Regions from separate parts of the Mus musculus genome. Here regions 1 and 2 are each linked to region 3. The links are chromatin contacts, called in public promoter capture Hi-C maps. All regions are on one chromosome and are shown on one strand. The core of a region is the stretch at or near the end of the contact, and the rest is flanking DNA. Distances in the headings are between cores, read along the strand shown.

Region 1 (4,055 bases), core at 838-3,337, 580 kb after region 3:
TCTGCTTAGGCCTTTAGCACTCTGAGTGGATTTAAATGTGGTGTGAGATCAGATAGTTTTATTCTTCAGCATGTAACTATCCAGATTTCTGGAGACCAACCTAGTAATGCTTTTTGCGTTTTGCAGTACTTGGGACCCAGTCGTTGGGCATACCCAGGGTCTTGGGCACGCTCAGTAAGGCAGGGGGCTCCTGTCTTCCTGAGTCTGGCTGGTCTGCTTCTCTTCAGCCTTAGCATTTGCATTCCTGTTGCTTCTGTCCCTGAATCAGCAGAGTCTCTGCCCTTTCACCTGTAGAGTAGCATGAGGAGCTGCCTCATTCAGGACACTGAGAGAGTACCTCTTGCTCAGAGTTGGTTGGAGTCTCTGCCATGGTCAGACAGTGGTTCTACAGTGACCAAGGGTGGCAGAGAAGCAGGTCTGAGCGGCCATCAGTTCCCTTGTCCTTCGGGGTGTAAAGAAAGCCAAGCACTTTGGCTTTTTCCTGGGACACAGCCACCTCAGCCTGACAGGTGAGACCAAAAGTCATGGAGTAAGACTTATGCTTTTAAAACTAACAGGAGATGGAGAACACTTGGAGCTGCGTGCTGACCACCTCCATGCCAGGAGAAAGAAATTAGAATCTAGGGTTTCAAAGCCTGATTCTGTCCTCAGCTCTCCACACACTGGTTCTGCTTGCCACTGCTTATGTCCCCCTCTCTGGGATCCTAGGCCTCACTGAGCTGCTCGCTGCCTGTGCTGAGCCCTGAGGTTTCACTTTTTCCCATTGTTTCTAAAGGCTTCTGCAGGGAACCCCCGGGAATTCTGGTCTGCAGCTTAGGCTTACACTCAGAACTCTATTGCTTGGGTTTGGAAAATCCATCCAGATGAGTAACTGCCAATCCGTCTTTGACAGTGATGCAAGCTTGTTCACGTCTTGAAGCCACATCCTTCCTGTCTCCAGTGTCACAGTGACCCCTATATATTTATCTCATTTCCCCTTTATTTGTACCCAAGGCTGCTATCTGGGTGAGTACAATGTCATGGAGCAGAGTGGATAAAAGGTCCAGGGTATTTTTAATGGCATGATTTATCTTAGTCAATAGACAAGGAATTTCTTTTAGACTCATCTAACATTAAGGTATTTCTGGGATGTTCTGTTTGCTGTTACGTGGTTCATGCATGTTAGGGAGGTGTGTGTGCGCGTGAGCGCTCACAGAAGAAGCAATTATAGCTCCCTAGGACTTAAACAGCATCTACTCAGGGTGGCAGAGGGTGGACTGCCTGTGAGGGGGGGAATGTGCTGGAAGCCCAGGGGGCAGCTAATGTAAAGAGCAAATCTGTTGTGGCAGGTCTTAGCAGCAGGGGGCAGAGGGCTGAGAACTCCTGGGAAAGACTAGGAACTGAGGGGTCAAAAGTCTAGGAGGATCTGTGGAGCTGGGGCAGCAGTCAGCAAGAACACTAGAGATGACAGAAAGATGTGAGGTGCGGCAGGAGACAGGGAGAGGAGATGCAAGAGTGGACACGAGACAGGTACATCGAGCTTGGGGCACCTTCAATGTCATCTTGCTGTCACATGAATATCAATTCGGAGGCCATCACCACCTTTCAGGCACTTTCCTCTACCATCTATGGCTTCAGTCTGAGAAAGCCACTTAGTGTCTCTACCACTCAGCAGAAGGAACCTACACACCTCAGTGGAGAAACTAGATGAGAAGAGTAAAAAGAATCAGGGCAGCATCTAGGCCCAGAGTTCTGACTAAATGTGAATCACGATGCTCGTTATAGATGTGAGATGTTAAAGAGCCGTTAAAGCGATGTACGCATGTAGTCTTCCTCTTTATATGCACACAATTCCACCTGATCGGGTTCTGTCTGTCAGTGGGAAATAGAGGAACACTGAAGGGTTAGCTGTCAGCCCGTCTGGGCTGTGAGTCCTCACCTTGGTGCTCTGGGGTTATTATAGCTTATTTTCTCCTGGCTTCCTCCTTCCTTTGAAAATAAAAGCAAGAAACCAGGGCTTTCCATTAAAAGAAATCGGGAAGCAATCTCTTCTGCTTTCTCAGTGTCTGAAGGAGGAAGCTGAGGTTGAGAAACAGTGAAGGCTGTGCCCAGGTCCTAGCCTCGTCACCATGGGTTCTGGTCAGACACGAGTCCTGGTGACTTTGTATATGCGTGTTCTCTGTATACCACATCTGATTGTGTTAATGGCTTTCTTATTTTTATCTCTACAGAGGAACTTTTCTTCCATGGCTCAGGACATACGTCTGGATCAAGCTAAGAGAACTTTCTGGTAAACATTTGGCTTACTCAGTTCTTACTAAGTCAGAGATGGTGATTCATTAAAAACCTGTACCAATCTATGGGGTACCCTTAGAGGTTTCAATATTAGCATCTAGTTTCCTGTGTTTCTGATAACTTCGTTTTCTGGAAGTGGAGACTTTTAATACCATTCTTCTTTACTCCCATGGGGTTTTCATTCCTGCACTGCCAGTGTGGACCTAAGCCCCGAGACCCTCGAAAGGGCTGCTGCTGAAGATGACGAGTGTCCGTTGCAAGCTGGCTCAGTATCTAGAGGACCTTGAAGATGTGGACCTCAAGAAATTCAAAATGCATTTGGAAGATTACCCGCCCGAGAAAGGCTGTATCCCAGTCCCCAGGGGCCAGATGGAGAAGGCAGATCACTTGGATCTAGCCACACTCATGATTGACTTCAATGGCGAGGAGAAGGCCTGGGCCATGGCTGTGTGGATCTTTGCTGCGATCAACAGGCGAGACCTCTGGGAAAAAGCTAAGAAGGACCAGCCAGAGTGGAGTGAGTAAACAGAAGGGTTTTTGGTTTTGTTTGTTTGTTTGTTTGTTTCTTACAGTAAGGTACACGTGACATAAAAGGTGGAATTTTAGTAATTTTACATATATGGCTTAGCAACAAGAAAACATATGGTTGTGCAACCAACTTCTCATCTTGCACAACTGAAGCTCCCAACACACTAGATGATAAGTCCCCATTACCTAACCCCATCTCCTAGCAACCACCGCTGTTTTCTGTCCCTGTGAACTTTACCTCTATGGATTCCTCGTGCAGGTAGATTCATGGAGGGCTTGTTTCTTTTGGCTGGCTTACTTCACTTAGCATAATGTGTTCAGGTACATCAGAATTTCCTTCTTAAAAAAGGTTAATGTTGAATATTCATGTGTGTCTATTACATTGTGCTTGTCTCATCTGTGCATATCCATTTGCTATGGATAACTATGTCTATTCAACATCTTCAGTTCTCTGGTTTTGAGTTCGAGTCTCAAGTATCCCAGGCTGGCTCCAAACACAGAATCCTCTTTTCTCTGACCATGGGTTTTCCTTCTCTCCTGCAGGGGTACGGGAGGGTGAGGGTCAGAGGGAGGGGAGCAGTGTGGTTTTCTTAATTCTGTAAAAACTCCGGTCTCAGTCTTCACTCACTCGCAGGTGACTGTTGTGGCTGGTTCCAACCTCGTGAGTTGGCTCAGTGCTGAGGTCCTCCTCTGGTTCCCCAACCAGCTCATAGCAGATGCTCGTCTGCTCTAAACCAGGGAAGCAGCAGAAGGGATTTGGAATAAACCAGGGAAGTCCCAGGCAGAAGATGCTGAGTGGGAGCTGCGGAAGGAAGTAGTCACCGGAGATAAGGATGCTGGGGTGGTGTGACTCAGCAGTAGAGCACCTCCCTGTTATGCACAGGGATCTGGGTTCCACTGGGCCAGTTGGAGATGATGATGAGGGGTGTGGCAAGGCAATGGCAATCCGGGAGAAGGAGACGGAGCTAGGTGGCAATCCAATTGCACATCACAATGCAGCCGTAATTGTTCCTGACCTGAGAATGTGTACAACAGGAGTGAAGTCTCAGCAATACAAGTCCTGACTGAGCAATTTTAGATTTTGTTTTTCAAATTAAAGCATTAAACGTTTTTAGCTATTTATGTTGTGTGCCTGTATGTGTGTGCTACGGCACCTATGTGGAGGTTAGAGGACAATATGCAGGGGTTGATTCTTTTTACCATGTAGGCCTTGGGGATCAAACTTCAGGTCATCTGGTTCGTGCCTTTACTCC
Region 2 (3,803 bases), core at 144-2,643, 700 kb after region 3:
TTCCCCTCAGGCTGCAGGCACACTTTGATCTGGGCTCCTTCATTCCTGATTCCTTGTGCAGGAGAGCATTTCTTTCTCAAAATGGAAATGCACCTCCCCGGGGTAGTCACCAGATGACCAGTGGAAAAGTACGCAACTCTGAAGGCATTTCTCTCCTAAAGCCTCCTTGTGACCTGAGCGCAGCTGCTCTCAGTGCCACCACCTGCTCCAATATCACCTCCATTGTGAAGAATGAGTTAGTTCAGCCTGTTAAAAAACACAGGCTGACTTCTGGAACTGCCAGCCAGCTGAGCCTGGAATCTCAGGTCAAAGTGATTCCTCCTTTCTGTCTTGCCTCCCTCACTCTTTCCCTTTCCTCTCCTCCTTAGCCTCCTTATAAAGGTCTCATTACGGTCCAGACTGGCCTTAAACTCTCCACCCTCCTAGATCTACTTTCAGAGTTCTGGGACCACATACTCCTTTCTTGTTCCTCCTCCCCACACTTACACCTGCATACCTTGGGAACAGTTCTGCATGCTCTCTGCTTAGATCCATTTCACTGCTGCTGGGAACAATTTGCCTCCTAAGGAGCAGGGGTTGTCCCCCTCCATCCCCCTCCCCTCCGCCCATTCTGGACTCCTCTGTCGTTTCCTTTCCAAGTGGCCTTTTGCCTGGGAGTCTGGACAAGAGTGGCCTGTAGTATATAGTTCAGGCCCTTCTTGCAGAGTGACCTTGCACAAGCTATTCGCAGTGTCTGAGCTTTTGTCTCCTCAAGCACAAAACGGAGGTAAGAGTGCGTACGTAACTCTAGCAGAATTGGGCTCCCATAATAGAATTGACAACTCCTCACGGCTGCTGACATCTTCTAGTCACCTCGGAAACACTACGTCTTATTACTTAACTGCTCCGCGCGCCTCAGTTTCCTTACGTAAAACCGGAATGGTCACGGGAAGGTTATGGAACTTTAATGATCTAAAACACGGGAAGCACTTGAAACAATTTCTAGTCTTTATGGTGGCATCTGGGTCGACCACAGACCTAGCACACAGTAGGGGCGCAGGCTAGACGAGGCAGAAGGCCGCAGCGAAGAGACTACGAGAAAGACAGGGGCCCGCAGGGAGACCGCGGAGATCTCCGGCGTCCTTCCGGGAGCAGCCCAGCCCAACGCCGCAGCTGTCAGGCCGCGGGCGGCGGCGCCAGTCCACCAAACCTGAAAGTTCCATCCCAGCGCCTCCACCTTCCCAGCCTGGACAAGTTACCTTGCGCCCGCTGCTCCCGGTCCCGCCCCCGTCATCCATTGGTCGACGGGTTTCTTTGTTAGCAGGAGCGTGCGGGTGCCATTGGCTCGCGGGGCTGCCGGTTGCGGTGCCCCGCCCCACCCCGCCCCTCCCCGAGTGCGCGCGGCGCCCAGCTCGGTTCGTTCGCGGTGGCGGCGGGCGCCGGGTGAGCGCGACGGCTGGACTTGCCGGCCGGCGCCTTGGGGGCGGCCGCGGTGGAGCCAGCGGCCGGAGGCCGCGTCCGTCCATGGGCCCACAGCGGCCGGGCGGCGGGGCGGGGCGCGAGGCGGCGCGCGCGCTCTGAGGCCGCGGCGAGCAGGCGGGGCGCGGCGCGAGAGGGGAGGCCTTTCCGGGCCTGCGGCGGCCAGCGCAAAATGCGGCGGCGGCCGCGCTGAGTCCCCGACCCCCGGGAGAGCGCTGGGCCGTGGCGGCCCGCTCCGCGGCCGCCTAGCCGACATGTCGGCGGCCAAGGAAAACCCGTGCAGGAAATTTCAGGCCAACATCTTCAACAAGAGCAAGTGTCAGAACTGCTTCAAGCCCCGCGAGTCGCATCTGCTCAACGACGAGGACCTGACGCAGGTGAGCTGCCGCGGGTGCGGAGCTGAGAGTCCTGCCTGCGAGTCGTGCCGGGGAGCGCAGAGCCTGCGAAGGCCAAGAGAGAATAAAAATGGAGCAGGGAAAAAAAATGCGTGAGAGTTGGGGGATGGGGTTGGAATGGGGGCGGGAAGAGTATCGATAGAGCTGGGACAAAGGGAAAATCCTCAAGAATGCCGAAAAATAACATCCTTTCCCGTTCCCATAGCTCTGCCGTGTGATTCATGCTTGTTGGGTGACTCAAAAAAATGTCTGGTTTCCCTGGATAGGAACAAAGTGGGGCTTGCTTGCCACTTGTCAGTACTACCCCCCCCCTCGCCCCCCTCGCGACTTGTCTTGGGACTGGACGCAGACTTGGCCACCAAACTGTCCCAGGAATTGGCATGTTTGCGTGGGTCACCAGTTTCCATCTTGTGGAATAGAGCCTGCTCTCCTTCTAAGTCACTGTCACCGTCAGGGTCTGAAGAGAGATGAGGTGTTTCTCTTCAGATGGGTGGGTCTTGCTCTTGAACTGAAGGTAGGAATAGCTTTTGTCGAGGGGTAGGGGCTTCCCTTCTTGGTTTTGCTTTCTGGCCCAGGAGACCAAGAAGACCTGTACATTCTGGGGAAAGTTGGTTTCCCCCTCTGTCTGCCCTTAATTTGTTAGTCAGGATTTTGGACCAGGTTAGACGCTCTTCCTAACCCGTGTCAAAGTCACAGTCATGGAAAACAGAGTTCCAGACCTCCAAGTCACAGTCATGGAAAACATTGTCCTAGATTGCCAAAGACCTCCAACCCCGGAGCAGTGTAGGAGATTGGGAATTTGTGTTGGTACAAGGTCTCCAATTTGGGCAACTGGCCCTTGGGAACTGGTTGCTCTCCCGTTTCTGGTGTTGAGGATTCCTGGCCTTGTTTGCAGCACTTTGGGAAAGCACTATATATCCTGCTCCCCTTTCCCCTCGCCCACTTCCTTTGCCCCCTGCTTGCTGACTTCAGTGGAGTTCCCCACACGGTCCAGCCAGTGCCACCTAGTTGTAGCCACTCCTTTTGGAAAGAGCTGTTTAGACTGAAAACATTGCTTTGAAGTGCCCTGGTTTGGCTGTTTTTAAAGCCTTTATGGGCAAGCAGGCAGGCAAGCAAGGTTTGACTTGTTTTATGGGGCAAACTAGAGTGGAGTAGTAGGGCAGGGGTTATGGCCTCTTTCTCTGAGGTCAGATTTCCAATAGCCAGGAAGCAATCAGGAAGCTTAACCAGACTCTCCAAGTCTCAGTCATTGATTTGTGAGAATGCCAAGGGCCTTAGAGACCTGTCTATTTGGGAAGGGTAGGACTCTTGAAGAGAGAGAAATGTGATTTCCTCTTCTCATTTGGATCCTGTTCAGGGAAGCAGTATATGGGATATGCGGTTACTGCTTGTGACTTTCTGAGGTCTGACCTTGAATGAGGCCTTTACCTCTGTTTTAATTTCCGTATCAGTAAACTGGTAGTGGTGATATGAAAAACAAGAAATATGTTTTATTGAGCTTTCCCCCTTATAGTTTAACAAACTGAAAAACCACCCATAGAACAGTCAACTTTGATTTAAGAAGTTTCTGGCCTTGCCAAAGGCTGTTTTGAGGGAGGTTTGTAAGTTTCCAGGTTATTTGAAGCAACTGCCTAAACTGGCAATTAGTTATTTATGCTACACACGGGCTGTTTTTCTGATTCTTAAATGAATGAGAGGAATTTAAATGTTTGAGTCTGTTAAAAAAAAATCTGTCAATTATTAGTTTAATTCAAGGGATGAAGCAAATTGAAAGTATTAAACTCTCAAGTTTGTTGTTTTCAAAATGATTGCACTTTGAAACAGGCCTGAGACCTCCAGGGCACTGGAACAGTAGTTCCTAAAATACTGGGTAGGGTTATTTGTGTGGGGAGAGATTAGCCCAGTCTTCTAGCTCCTGGGATCTTTCAGGAAGGAGCTGCTCTTGAAAGG
Region 3 (4,344 bases), core at 854-3,353:
CCCCATCTTCCACCCCTAACACTAAACCTTCATTTGATCCTTTCCCACAAGGCATAGGTGCAGATCGAATAATGAATGGGGGAAATTTAATAGGGAAAGAAAACTACAGGCTCCAGAAAGGAAAGAAGATCCTTCTCAGATTTTGAGACGCTGCTCTGCATTACATCCAGCCTTGTATGGTGTGACTTCTCTGGGAAGCTCGGCGCAGTCTAGTTGAAATAAAATAAAAGAAATTAAAAAAAAAAAATTAAGATTACAGCAGTGGCTTCCATAGGTGCAGCGCCCAGCTCGGGAACCAACGCGGTGACAGCTGTAGTCTGGCCTTGCCGAGGTTTGGGGGTGCGGGAGTGTGGGAGCGTGAGCACCGGGGTGTAGAGAAGGTTTCCCGCGTCCTCTGATGGGCACCTCGGCCTTGGGTGCTGGAGAAGCGACGCGCTTTGCCCTCTCCGGCTCCGGAGCATGGGCATGCTCGGGGGCGTTTTCTGATTGGTCAGTCCAAAAGCTCTGACTGATCCAATTGGCTGTGTGAGGTGCAAGATGGACAGCTCCTTCCTCCCTGGCTCCCTCAGAATTTCAAGCCCTGTGTGTGTCGCCGATGTCTCACAGGGTCGTACATTCCCAGAGGCAAGAGTTTCGGTTCTTTCTGAACGTGAAGCTATTTTCCCTGTCACTGTATCCATAAGCTGGCACTAGAGAGTGGCGCGGGCCGGGACGTCCCGGTTCCTGGGCACCACCAATGGACGACCCACGTCCTCCGGTTGGCGTAGCGCCTACCCGCGACCGCACACCGCAGGCACGGGCTCGGGATTCCCCGCTTTGGCGTTCACCGGCGTCAGTTTAAACTACACATACACGTTTGGAAGCAAAACACCATGATTGTCAGTGAGTTCTATTTTTTAACCAAATCCGTAAAGATGCACCACAGTTTGATTTCTATCCTTTTCTGGACTCACGTTTTTTGAAATTATGTGGACGACATTTCTCATCCTCTGACGTGATCTAAATAATCATTATTACTATTGTTTGATACCCTGATTGTGACCTTTGGGGGAATCCTTGAATACAGCCCATGTTATCCTTGAAAGCCTTTGCTTCAGAAATCCTTTTTTTTTTTTTTTTCCTAATTTTCTTTCAGATCTAAAGATGTTTTATTTTGTTTGATAAAGCGTCATTTCAGTGTACTCTAAGCCTCAAAATTATTATCCTTCTGATTCAGCTACCGAGTACTGAAGTTATAAGCATGGACTACTGTTCTTTGAGTCATATCTTCTAGTTTTTTTTTTTTTTTAATTAACGTACGTTAACTGTGCTTAGTAATGGGTTTCATTTTGATAACTTCACACACACACACACACACACACACACACACACACACACACACACACCAGCTCTCCCCTTTTTTTCCTCTTCCCTCTGGTCCCTTTCTCTCTATAAATACCACCCCGACCCCATTTTTATGCTTTTTTTTTTTTTTTTTTTTTAATCTAGCTTCCACATGCTAGAGAACCCATGCCATGCTTTTCTTCCTGCCTGGATCCAGCTTACTTAACACTGTGATCTTGAGTTCTTTCCATTGTTCCAGCAAACGACACAATTTCTTTTCGTTTTTCTCTTTATTTTTTTCCATCTCTACCCCTCCCTATTTTTAAAAAATAGTGTTAATACTATGTAGCCCTGGCTAACCTCAAACACACAGATATCCACCATCCTTTGCCTCCCGAGTCCTGGAATTAAGCTTAACTGCTGAGCTACCTCCAGCCCTCGCCCCCAGGGGCGTCCTCAGACCAGGTGGATGTTTTTTTAGTATTCCAGAACTCAGGAAAACTATGCCTCGTTGTTATATAAAGGAAGCATGCAGAAAGGTTCTAGAAGGTTCTTTGTGTCTTGGGAGTCGAGGCAAGATTGTTTTGTTTTTTTATTTAACAACAACAATAAAAGCTCCAAGAAAGCGACTTGAGTTTTTTCCACAGACCCCGCTGCCCTCCTACCGAGCCGCAACTAACAGTTCCAGAGTCCACACCACTCAGAGAGAATATAAGAGGCAGGGTGTAAAGTCAATCCCCCAATGGACCAATCAGAGTGCAGCATCCCATAATGCCACCTGGTGGGCAGCCAATAGGAATGTAGCTGGGTCTATAAAAGCAGTGCTACTCGCCCCCCACATTGTGCACCTGAGGAGCAAGGGAGGCGGACGATTCAGGAAGATGGCACGCACCAAGCAGACGGCACGGAAGTCGACGGGAGGCAAGGCTCCGCGCAAGCAGCTAGCCACGAAGGTGGCCCGCAAGAGCGCCCCGGCCACCGGGGGCGTGAAGAAGCCGCACCGCTACCACCCTGGCACGGTGGCGCTGCGCGAGATCCGGCGCTACCAGAAGTCCACCGAGCTGCTGATTCGCAAGTTGCCATTCCAGCGCTTGGTGCGTGAGATCGCCCAGGACTTCAAGACCGACCTGCGCTTCCAGAGCTCCGCGGTGATGGCGCTGCAGGAGGCCTGCGAGTCGTACCTCGTGGGGCTGTTCGAAGACACGAACCTGTGCGCTATCCACGCCAAGCGGGTGACCATCATGCCCAAAGACATCCAGTTGGCTCGGCGCATCCGCGGAGAACGGGCTTAGGCTCCCACAGGCACCGCTCATGAACCCAACGGCTCTTTTCAGAGCCACCCACAGAGTCAGAAAAAGTGTCTGTAACGTAGACTTAGGTGTCCTGTCTCCTCAGGAGGTGAAGACAAGGTGGCCGGCAATCGAAGTGTCTCCCCAGATCAGTCTAGAGGGCTTAGCAGCTAATCCTTGCCCATTGAGCTATTTGACTTGCAGCTCCGTCCTATTCTAACCTGCCTTCCCTTGATAGGTATAGTGGCCTGAGCCCTTGTACTACAAGATGATGGTTGTGTTGCTGACTGGTTTTACCAAGTGAAGGTAGCTCCTACCGGCAGTAAACGTGCTATGTTTGCATAGTTGATAGTATCCAAACGCATCTGCTCAGTAACCAAGTTACTTATGTTTTGTGTTTTAAGGCTCATAATGCCTGGTATTAAAAAGGCTAGCTATTCCTGTACTTGAAAAGTTGGCCTTTCTCCTGATGGAAAGCCCAGTGAACTGCCTTTGATTAAAGTTAATTTTGCCCATCTGTTAACGGCGGCAGCAAAAGAGTCAGGAAAGTGTTAACTTACATATTTCCAGGGGACACATCCAGAGAATCCTGTCTTAAACGATTCCTGTAGGGTACGAAAGTCTAGCTGTTGTCTTGACTCAACCTGAGTTGTAAGCAATAGGAACCTCTCTTATCAAAAGGATGTTTTGCGCTGGAGTTTAATTCTCTGAGCCTTGGTTTTTCATACTGTCCAGTACTGTATGACTTCTGAGCCATACAAAAAGGGTGGTGTTCAGAGATGACCGGCATGGAGACTAACCGGCTTGATCAGAAATCAAACTGGGAGGAACCCGAGATGGTTAACTGAACTGCATTAGTGGAGGGCTGAGGGGAATAGCCTGAATAAGCCTGTGAGGTTAACACAGAAAACTTTACCTCTCCTTTGTAGTGGAATCACTCATTAATGCCAATGTTAAATACATAAATTACTCCTAGGGTGTGCATATAATATAAGTATGCAACTGAAGAGTTTTGAAGCCCATTATGTCTCCAAGCCCAGGGATGGGGGAGCAGGGGAGGGCAAGGAGGCAGAGGGGAGGTAGAGGGGGGCAGGATGGGGGGGTGGGTGAGTCTAAAGACTGTTTGTGTAGCCTTGGCTGTCCTGGAACTCCCTCTGGCCTCAAATTCAGAGATGAGCCTGCCTCTGCCTCCGCCTCCCGAGTGCTGAAATTAAAGGCAGGGATCACCACCTCCCAACTTTGAGTTGCTAATTTCTAAATTGCCCCCTTTTCATTTTCCTAGCCTCAATCCATGCAAACCCGACCACATTTTCCCTGCATTCCCCACCTGAGTCTCCACCTAATCTCTTTGCCCTATTGATCTATTTATTGGTCCCACAAATATGGTCTAGCGAAGCCATATTTCTGTCACCGCCCCCTTCTCCCTGGCTCCACCCTAAGCAACGAAGCCCCCGCCTCCTCCCTTCGGTGTAGCAGCCTCAGCCCCGCCCCCGCGGCATCTCTGCCAAGCAACCTGCCTGCGTGAGTTGACGCCACAATGGCCCTCTGCCCCAGCTCCTGGTCTTCCCTAGTGCTGTAGCACAAACCCAGCCTTTCCCCCATGCGGCGCACTTGCCCCTGGCACCTGGCGCAGTGCAAGGCTCCTTCCTTGTGAGTAACCACCGTCCAGAGAATTCGCTCGCTCACTCACTGTCTGGGTCGAGACTAGGGGGTTCCTTCTCCTGTCCCCACC

Evidence for each region. Promoter capture Hi-C pulls out the DNA fragments that hold promoters and counts their contacts.
Region 1: a contact with region 3 is called in a promoter capture Hi-C map of liver, with 2.6 times the contacts expected there. The contact joins the promoter of Nlrp3 here to the promoter of H3f4 in region 3. A contact is called at or near these places in 8 of 39 promoter capture datasets (the C10 cell line, hematopoietic stem and progenitor cells, hippocampal neurons and 4 more), 2 of 115 datasets of contacts at active chromatin or transcription factors (bone marrow-derived dendritic cells and bone marrow-derived macrophages) and 1 of 9 other capture datasets (macrophages).
Region 2: a promoter capture Hi-C map of liver shows a contact between it and region 3, with 2.9 times the contacts expected there. The contact joins the promoter of Mprip here to the promoter of H3f4 in region 3. A contact is called at or near these places in 5 of 39 promoter capture datasets (hippocampal neurons, liver, neutrophils and 1 more) and 1 of 115 datasets of contacts at active chromatin or transcription factors (bone marrow-derived macrophages).

What each region holds. Positions count from the first base shown.
Region 1 is chr11:59,540,599-59,544,653 of GRCm38.p6, forward strand. It overlaps Nlrp3 (NLR family, pyrin domain containing 3), which reads left to right and starts at 2,088. Exons shown (of 10, transcript NM_145827.4): 1 at 2,088-2,269; 2 at 2,471-2,791. The coding sequence starts at 2,515.
Region 2 is chr11:59,661,114-59,664,916 of GRCm38.p6, forward strand. It overlaps Mprip (myosin phosphatase Rho interacting protein), which reads left to right and starts at 1,394. Exons shown (of 24, transcript NM_001368931.1): 1 at 1,394-1,835. The coding sequence starts at 1,713.
Region 3 is chr11:58,959,608-58,963,951 of GRCm38.p6, forward strand. It overlaps H3f4 (H3.4 histone), which reads left to right and starts at 2,104. Exons shown (of 1, transcript NM_001318003.2): 1 at 2,104-2,666. The coding sequence starts at 2,205. The coding sequence ends at 2,615. It overlaps Trim17 (tripartite motif-containing 17), which reads left to right and starts at 4,174. Exons shown (of 7, transcript NM_031172.3): 1 at 4,174-4,262.